Linked DNA regions of Mus musculus: all the other regions are linked to region 2. Evidence: chromatin contacts called from public HiChIP or PLAC-seq and promoter capture Hi-C data. All regions are on one chromosome and are shown on one strand. The core of a region is the stretch at or near the end of the contact, and the rest is flanking DNA. Distances in the headings are between cores, read along the strand shown. Region 1 holds the start of Reck (reversion-inducing-cysteine-rich protein with kazal motifs). Region 2 holds the start of Fam214b (family with sequence similarity 214, member B). Region 3 overlaps Clta (clathrin, light polypeptide (Lca)).

What was found. Promoter capture Hi-C pulls out the DNA fragments that hold promoters and counts their contacts. HiChIP or PLAC-seq counts read pairs in DNA pulled down with a chosen protein or histone mark.
Region 1: a contact with region 2 is called in a promoter capture Hi-C map of hippocampal neurons, with 4 times the contacts expected there. The contact joins the promoter of Reck here to the promoter of Fam214b in region 2. A contact is called at or near these places in 10 of 39 promoter capture datasets (the 3T3-L1 cell line, the C10 cell line, cranial neural crest and 7 more), 1 of 484 Hi-C or Micro-C datasets (embryonic stem cells), 4 of 115 datasets of contacts at active chromatin or transcription factors (astrocytes, bone marrow-derived macrophages, embryonic limb bud and 1 more) and 2 of 9 other capture datasets (liver and pancreatic islet).
Region 3: an H3K27ac HiChIP or PLAC-seq map of microglia shows a contact between it and region 2, with 7 times the contacts expected there. The contact joins the enhancer-like site here to the promoter of Fam214b in region 2. A contact is called at or near these places in 3 of 39 promoter capture datasets (hematopoietic stem and progenitor cells, hippocampal neurons and liver), 2 of 115 datasets of contacts at active chromatin or transcription factors (bone marrow-derived macrophages and microglia) and 1 of 9 other capture datasets (adipose tissue).

Annotation. Positions count from the first base shown.
Region 1 is chr4:43,874,096-43,876,795 of GRCm38.p6, forward strand. Reck (reversion-inducing-cysteine-rich protein with kazal motifs) reads left to right here and starts at 1,435. Exons shown (of 21, transcript NM_016678.2): 1 at 1,435-1,610. The coding sequence starts at 1,511.
Region 2 is chr4:43,038,928-43,041,627 of GRCm38.p6, forward strand. Fam214b (family with sequence similarity 214, member B) reads right to left here and starts at 1,374. Exons shown (of 9, transcript NM_001253353.1): 1 at 1,039-1,374.
Region 3 is chr4:44,028,516-44,031,215 of GRCm38.p6, forward strand. All of the region lies in intron 5 of Clta (clathrin, light polypeptide (Lca)), which reads left to right. Among named protein-coding and RNA genes, the nearest start is that of Clta, 25 kb to the left of the region's middle. Within about 2 kb of position 1,421, at least 86 of the 459 cell types and tissues checked have an H3K27ac peak or open chromatin away from gene starts, as enhancers often do. A contact at or near this core is called in adipose tissue, hippocampal neurons and microglia, where this site is marked.

The DNA of each region.
Region 1 (2,700 bases), core at 185-2,684, 840 kb after region 2:
GGCAGAAACGATGTAATACAGTCCTCAGTGGTGTTTTGTTTTGTTGACAGGGTTTCTCTGTATAGCCCTGACTGTCCTGGAACTCACTTTGTAGACCAGGCTGGCCTTGAACTCAGAAATTCACCTGCCTCTGCCTCCCAAGTGCTGGGATTAAAGGCATGCACCACCACGCCCGGCTTGTCCTCAGTGTTTTTAATAAAGAAAGTCTGTTGTTTTGAAGAAGCACAAAGTAGTAGGGGCAGAGTGGGAAATACGTTCAGCCAGTTAGCCCCATGGCCTGAGTTCAGATATCTCAATTATTCACTGGGTCAAGCACTGTCTGAGACATTCTAAATACAATATGAGACTGGGTTCCTGTGCGCTTGATCAGGAAATCAGGGCCAGCCTTGGCTTCATTGTAAACTCAAGGTCAGCCTGAGCTGTATGAGATCCTGTCTTCAAAATAAGTAAATAAACACAATACGTTCATTAATCTTATCAAGAAGGCCAGCATGAGGGTTGGGGTGGGGGGGAGGCTCAGAAGTAAAAATGTCCTCACCCACAGACACGGGGCTAGTCGGGAGTAGTGTACAATCTGGACTCGAGGAGGGTGTCAAGACTTTGTTCTTTTCATTACAGTCATAGTTACCATCTGTCGCAGGAGAAAGCTGCTGTTAGTGACCTGAATAGAGGAATCTGGAAATAAGCAATTGGCTTCACTTCTGAACAGCAAGTCTCTAAACTGGACGAGCTATCTGTTCAAGGGCCAGGTAGCCAGGAAAAAGGGGGGGGTGGGGGGTGGGGGGCGTTTCTCCACAATGAATTCGCTTTGATTCCTAGGTCCTCTGGAACATTCTCCGGAGTAGCTGCTCAAAGATTCATCTCCAAATCCTCTCGAACCAATTCTGAATTTCAAGGCTCTCTAAGTCTAGTCATACAGGCTGCCCTGACCCTTTCTCTGAGTGCAATAGGTATTAACAGCGAAGCCAGCCTGTGAATCCGTGCCCTCAGCAGAGCCCTTTGGCTTTGAGGGGAGGCCAGGTAACACGCCTTCTTTAGGTCGAGGCAGCCTTTGGACAGGATAGTAAGAGTGTTCTGGAGGATTCAACTAGGGGTGCACGCCCTACAGTTCAGCTTTGACTTAGCCCTTGCAAATCAGACGGACCTGCAGAGTGATCTCGGCAGGCCAGTCGCCCCTGAGCTGCGGGCTCCCCACCCCCTATGTGCCCCGACACGGGACAGAGGCATTCCACAGGGGTCTCCAGCCTCTGACTTCCCGTTTGAAGACCGCAGCCCGGGAGCCCGAGTCCGAAGGCGACACACAGCTGGCCCATAACAAAGAGCCAGGGTCCAGGGCGCGCTGCCGCCCCCCGGGAGGTTTTGAAAACTCTGAGCGGCCGGGGCGGGGCTTCAGCGAGCCGCAGCCAATCACCAGAGAGCCAAGGCGCCGGGGGCGGGGCCTGGTGCCAGGGGTTGCTACGGCCAGGCTGGGTCCGAGCATCCCGCGGCTTCGGACCCACCCGGCCCGGACATGGCGAGCGTCCGGGCCTCCCCGCGCAGCGCGCTGCTACTTCTGCTGGCCGCGGCGGGGGTCGCGGAGGTGACGGGGGGCCTGGCCCCGGGCAGCGCGGGTGAGTAGCCGCGGGAGCCACGATCGGGGCGGTCCTGAGGAGTGCCTCAGCGCTCCAAGATGGCGCGGAGCCGGGGGCGGGGTGCGCGTGCCCCCAGACCCGCGGGCGGCGGTCAGGAACGCCGGGCTGGAGCCCGACCCGGAGGCCGCTCTCCGCCCTCGTCTTCTTCTCCCTGAAGATCTTGCGAACCCTGGGGTGGTGACTGGGGTTCGAGGCCTTGTTCTGTCACCTCCCAGACAGGGGCCCCTTGCCCTGCCGGACCCTGGTCCCTGGCCAGGGTCCCTGTCAGAAAACAGGGAGGTGCCTGGGCTCCGGATAGCACCGCTGGGCGGAAGGGATACGTAGGTGCAGCTCCCCTGCTGCTGCCCAGTCAGTTGTTGTCACTTGTTAATTTGACTGACTTGGCCTGAGTGGCGGTGAACTTTGATAGGGTCCACAAGGTTGCCTGGCGGGTGCACCGTGGGTCTGAGACCCGGCTGGGGGATGGGGTAAGGTGGGGTGGGGGTTGACTACACATCGATAAATCACCCCGTGGCGGCTTGGCTTCGGGAGAGAGGTGTGTTCTAGGGCTCTGTTAAAGCAGTTGCACCAGAGATGGATGGAAAGCTTGACCGCTTAGGATTGTCCTTCCTGCGCTTGCTCAGCGTTCGGATGTGACACGAACTCGTGCTTCCCGGGACACCTCAGGCTGATAGGTGGTGGAAGACAGGAGCGCTAAGCAGTTTGAATTCAGGCAGACAGGTTCAGAGGAGAGATGCGGGTGGGGCTGCATGTGCACAGAGGAACGTTGACATTCACCTAGAAGATGAGAAAAACCGAGTGTCTACCTATACTAGCCATCGAAAGATGAATGGAATTTTTATAACAAAAGTAACGGAGGAGTGTGTTGCTTACAGGGAGAGGCACTCAGGGGAAAAACATACCCAGTCTCAAGGAAGTTTTCAAGAAAGCCTGAGAAGTTAAAATTAAGGAGTTTTGGTTGATGCTTTATTTATTTATTTATTTATTTATTTTAAAGGAAGGCATTTGAAGAAGATTGTGACAGGAACCTGGGATTAGTTAATTATTTGAATTCTAAATTTAACTATAA
Region 2 (2,700 bases), core at 124-2,623:
CATTCCAGTCCTTCATGTGGGTGAGATGGCTAGAAAGCGGAGAACGCCAGTAGTAGCAGTGTCGTGAGAGTATGACCTGTTCTCCTTTCTTCCCCTCCTAGTCTCCACCCAAGCTTTAAAGTTCAAGAAGGGCGTTTTCCTGAGCACCCCAATTTCCAGGTCATCTCAGTTGCCCTCCTGAGCCCTTGCCTCGAGGAAGCCAGGTGATGACATGATGCCCTACTTGACCCCAGCATGCTGGCATCTGCTCATTAATCCAGAGTCCTATTAGTTCCCTCCCTGCCCAGAGACGCTCGAAGACTCACTCCTCTGCCACCCAGCTTCAAGCTGACTCATGGGGTAGGACTGCCGGGAGAAGGGACAAGCCAGTATAAGCCAAACCTCGCCCTCCATGCTGGGGATGGGCAGCAGCTGGCATTAAACAGCTGTGCCAGACTGTGGCTGCCAAGGACTACAGCTCCCAACATGCCGAGAGCAAGGCCAGCAAAAACAACAAGTCCCAGAATACCATGAGGTCTGTACCCTCAGATACTTGTTAGACCTGGGAGGTGGGAGAGGTTGTGGTACAAGAAGAACACCTAGGCTCATTCTATCCTTCCCTTCACTCTCAAGACACCCATTTTTACCCTAAGGAAGGTTAGGGTAAGAATTCCTACCCATGTGTTTTCCACTCTTATCCTGGGCAGAGTCCTGCTGCTCACTGCTGTACATTTTGTCCTCACACAAGTCTACACACGCTAGGGTGACTGTTCCCAAGACCACTGTTCTGAGTAGAAAGGTTAATCTCTGCTTTCACACTCGCTCTCACTCTGGCCTAGAGCCCTTCACCTTTAATAGAGAGGGAGCAGACCTCAGAAACCCCTCCAAACTCAGACGGGGAGACTCACCTTGACTCCTGGACTCCTTGTTCTGGACGATTCCTCCCACCCCCTGCTTAGCCTCCCAGGTCGGTTCTCATCCCTTCTTCACAGTCTGGGACAGGCCCCATACCCTGCAGAGGTTTTGGAGATCTGATCCTTCCACCTAGTACACACTCACCCCGCTCCCAAATTGGCTCCGCCGCGGTGGCCGCTGCTCCGGGCCCTTCCGTCCCGGTCCCGTCCCCGTCCCGGTCCCTCCCCTCGGATAACCAGTCCCCCCTACTACGGGCCCCCAACCCAGACAAAGGGTGGCTTAGGCTGAGAGCCTTGCTCTGCTTGGCCCTTCCCTGATCAGCTTCGTGTGCAACACTAGCGGGCTCTGGCGTCCGCAGCCCCTCTAGCTGCTGTTGCACCCCTCCCTGCGACGGTCCCTCCCCGGGGCCGCCCCGGCTCCGCGCCGCAGACTCAGCTGCCCCTCTGACTCACAGGCCATTTCCTACCAGCTGATGGGGCCGCCCGCCCCGCCCAGCGCCCAGCCACCCCCAGCACTGCGACCACGGCTGCCACGCCCCCCTCAGACCACACCCTCTATGGGCAACAACTATGTTCATTGGCCCAGTGGAGGCCAGCCTCTCAGCAACCTCAAGCGTGAGTCACGCCCTCTTCAAGGAGCGCACGCCTATTGGTCCACATAAGGGCAGGCCTACCCAATGTCGCTCCGCCCACCTCCTTAACCCTTTTTCTGTCCAAGTCCTAAGCAATTCTCTGCCCTGTCATTTAACCCCATTCAGACTTCATTCTCTCAGGGCTCAACAAACCTTTCTCCTCCACACTTCCTGTTCTGAAGTAAATTAATATGAAGCTCCAGTGTGTTCACAGATAAATCTCAACAATCTCCAAGTCACACCAAACCCAACCCTACATATCCCCAAGCCCATTCGCCCCCACATCCCGAAACAGCTCCAGGTAAAAGGGTTGCTATCGAGTAAGCTTTCTACAAGAGCAGGAAAAAAAGACCTACTACAGTCGTACCTTATTTCTATCCATACTGAAAGATGGCATCCTCTCCCACCCCCTTTTTGTCTTTGTTAGAGACCCCAGGAGGCTGACATTTCAGGGACTCTCAAAACCCTTCCGAGACCAGGCTTTGGAGCACTCTTTGCTGACAGGCCTCTGCTCCGAGGAAACAGAGCATCCTAAGAAGTGAGTTAGAAGGCCTTCTGCCCAAAGTCAGATGGAGACCAAGTTCGTCTTCATGACTCACAGCTCCCTCGAAACTCACCAAGCTCCCCCTGAGTCACAGGGCCCCGGGCCCAGCCCAGAGCCAGCCAAATTAAGCAGCATTATAGTCAGCATCCCTAACCTTTGTCCTTAGCTCTGTAAATAACCAGGACGGAATTTTTGCGAGGACTGGGCATTCACAGACACTTTTTACAGGGAGTGCTCTCGAGATAACCTGAGAAAATGGATAGCCTTGTCTACTTTGTCTTCTGAACTTATCAGCAAGTCAGACAGGTTGTCACCAACTCAGGCCTTTTCTCCCTGTCGGTCACAGAAACAGGGAACAAACAGCAGAACCAAAGGAAGTAGAAGCCAATGCTTTGCCTATGCTATGAGTCCCCAGGACCATTAGTTTATTACTGGACTGTAAAAAGAGGGCCCCCCCTACTTCCTCTCTGGGTTTTACAATTAATACAAGTACACAACAGACCTCTAGTATGCTTTCTCCTTACCTCTACTGAGTAGGAGGAACTCCCTAAAAAAGACCCCAGCTCCCTAAGATTGAATTCCCTGCTACGAAGGAGCAGAATTTTTTTGGTTTTCGAGACAGGGTTTCTCT
Region 3 (2,700 bases), core at 171-2,670, 990 kb after region 2:
TCTCTAATTTTGTCTGTCAGAGGCCCTGCTTGTCTTAGAGACAAGCTCTTTATTCTTGGGGCTAGTAGTGAAGAGGCAGGGCCTCACCAAGGCCTTTGTTGTGAGTGATGCCCTGAGGGGAGGCTGCAGACCTTTCTTCTCCCCCAGTGAGAGCAAAGCAGCATAAATGGATTAGGCTAAGCCTTCTGTAAACTAAAGGGATTAGGGTGTAGAGCTGCCTGCCCTTCTGTGCCTCCCACTCGCCTGACTGACTCACCCGCAGCTTGTTTCCCTGAGTTACAACCAGGCTGCTCCTTTTGCTTTCTTTCCGTTTCCACAGATATCCTCTGTGTAGAGAATTAGGAAAGAATGAAGGGTATGTGTGTATTTTAAAAGTAAACTAAAACCGCCGGAGGTCTAGGTCAGTTAGTCGTGATTGCATGGCCTGTGTGAGGCCCTGGGCTTGGTCCGCAGCACTGCCTGAAGGGGATCCTCGCCATCCCCGCATTCCTAAGATTGGGAACGAGAGTAGGAGACCTAGAACATCAAGGGCATCCTCGGTTACCTGTCAAGTTTAAGGCTAGCCTGGGCTACATGAGGCCCCGTATCAAAATGAAATAAATAGAAACTGGAATATATGTTACTAGAATTTGCTTTCAGATAAATGTGTGTGTAAACTGATGAGTGACCTGATTGTCCTTTAAATGGCCTTCCAGCCAATGTCTGCCGCCTCAATTTTGGGAGGCCAGGACTACAAAGTGAGATCCTATCTCACAAAACAAAATTTTCCTGTTTGTTTGTTTGTTTGTTTAAATCCTAAAACAATATAGCAAAGAACAAGCTGAGGTTTGGCAGGGTCATTCCCAGTGTGCCTGTGCCCTGGTTAGTTGGGTCCTGCACATTCCCACCCCACCTGCCTCCCGCCCTCGAGTATATAAGGACTTGGTGAGGTCAGGATTTTAAGCTACACTTTGTCAAAAGCCCAGACTGGCATGTGTTTAGAAACTGCCCTGGCTTCCTGAGCAGACACGGAACCCTGGGGCCCAAACTAGCTTCCATTTCCCCAGAGCACTTACCCCAGCCTCTTCTACGTCTAAGGCGCACTGTGCAACAGCCACAGGTTTTTTGTTCCACCAAGCAAGTGTGGGAAAGCAATGGTTGGGTCCAAGATTTGGGATTAAATCTTTGGGGCTGTGCCCATCTGTTGGCTGGCAGTGGTCATACCCAGTGATAATTCCTGAGGCTGACAGAAAGTCAGCATGGCACCCTGAGCTGGCAAACGTTAGTGTGTAGTGAGGAAAACACGTGCACTGCGATCCACACTGCCACCGGCTGACCAAGTCTTCATCGCTGAGCCTCAGTCACCTTGCCTGGGAGGAAGGCGAGGACACCGTCAGCAACGGTGCTGACTAACGGTTGCCGTGTGTGGAATGGCATGTAGCCCATAACAGAGTGCTTACTAAAGGCTGTCGCCGGTGAAGCCCAAAGCTGACGCTGCAGTGCTCTCCTGTGGCGGGCACCAGGAAGGCCAGTTTCCAAGATGCCCCTCTCTGTGCACTGGAGTGCCCACCGCTGGAAGGCCCTGGGTCAGACGGAGCCCGGGGAGCAGTTCCCTGGGGACTGTCAGGTGCAATACTGTGGGGTTTAGATGTTTTCTGCTTCTCAATGTTCTCTCTTTTTTCCTGCCTGCTTGCCTGCCTTTGGACTTCTTGCTGTCTAGGGTGGCAGACGAAGCTTTCTACAAACAACCCTTCGCTGACCTGATTGGTTATGTGTATGTTGCAAAACTAATTCCTTTTCTTGTTTTGATTCTTTCTGTTTAGAGTTAATGCTCCTTTTTGTCACAAGTTGCTTTGCTTTTTAAATCTTTCACATTGGCTCTGTGGGGCTGCTTGAGAGTTGATAAGCTAGATATGACTGTTGCTAATCTTGCACAACTGTCACTCCCTGCTCTCCCTGTGGCCATTTGCATACTGGAGGTCCTGGAGGGAAGCAAGCTTCAATGGTCTCTCTGGGAAGGGTTTTTTTGGGCTTAGTTGGGTCTGACCACTTGCTGGTGCTGCCAGCTTCCAGGCCCTGCTGCCTGCCTGTCTGCCCCTGCGGAGCCTGCGGTGACCTAAGATGTTGGGGCCATGGTCTGCAGCACAATATTACCAGAGTCAGAGCCGGGGAGCAGGAGGTGGAGGCTCTGCCTTGCCAATTCCTGATCCTTAAAGAACATGAAGTGTCATTCAGTCAGGCAGTGTGGGTATCTGACACTGTTTCCCTGGTCTTAGATAGCAGAAATTGCTATTTTAGTGGCTAGCTTCTGGTGCCCTGCCCTCTTCCCCAGCACAGAGCCTCCCTAGTTGTGAAGTCAAGATACTCAAAACTGTCCAGTAAACTGCCGCAGTTTTCTCCCCCAGAAAACTACCTTTTCTAGCAAAGCTTTTTTGTTTTTAATAAAGATCCTTGTTAGTGACCTTAGTATTGCTGAGGACTTGGAAATAGTCCTGCTTCCTTTTTATGACAGAACTAGGAAGGAAAAAGAACAACTACTTGGGGAAGGTGGTAGACAGAGTCTCTTGGGGCCCATGACCCTGGGATGGCCACCTCATTAGACGGCAGAACTGGGTTTCCTGGGCCCCGGGTGAGTTTGCAGTGAAACTTGTGAAATGCTGGACTTACAGGTGGTGTTGGCTTTGACTTTTACACATTCTCTGGAGTAGAGAAATGGAGACT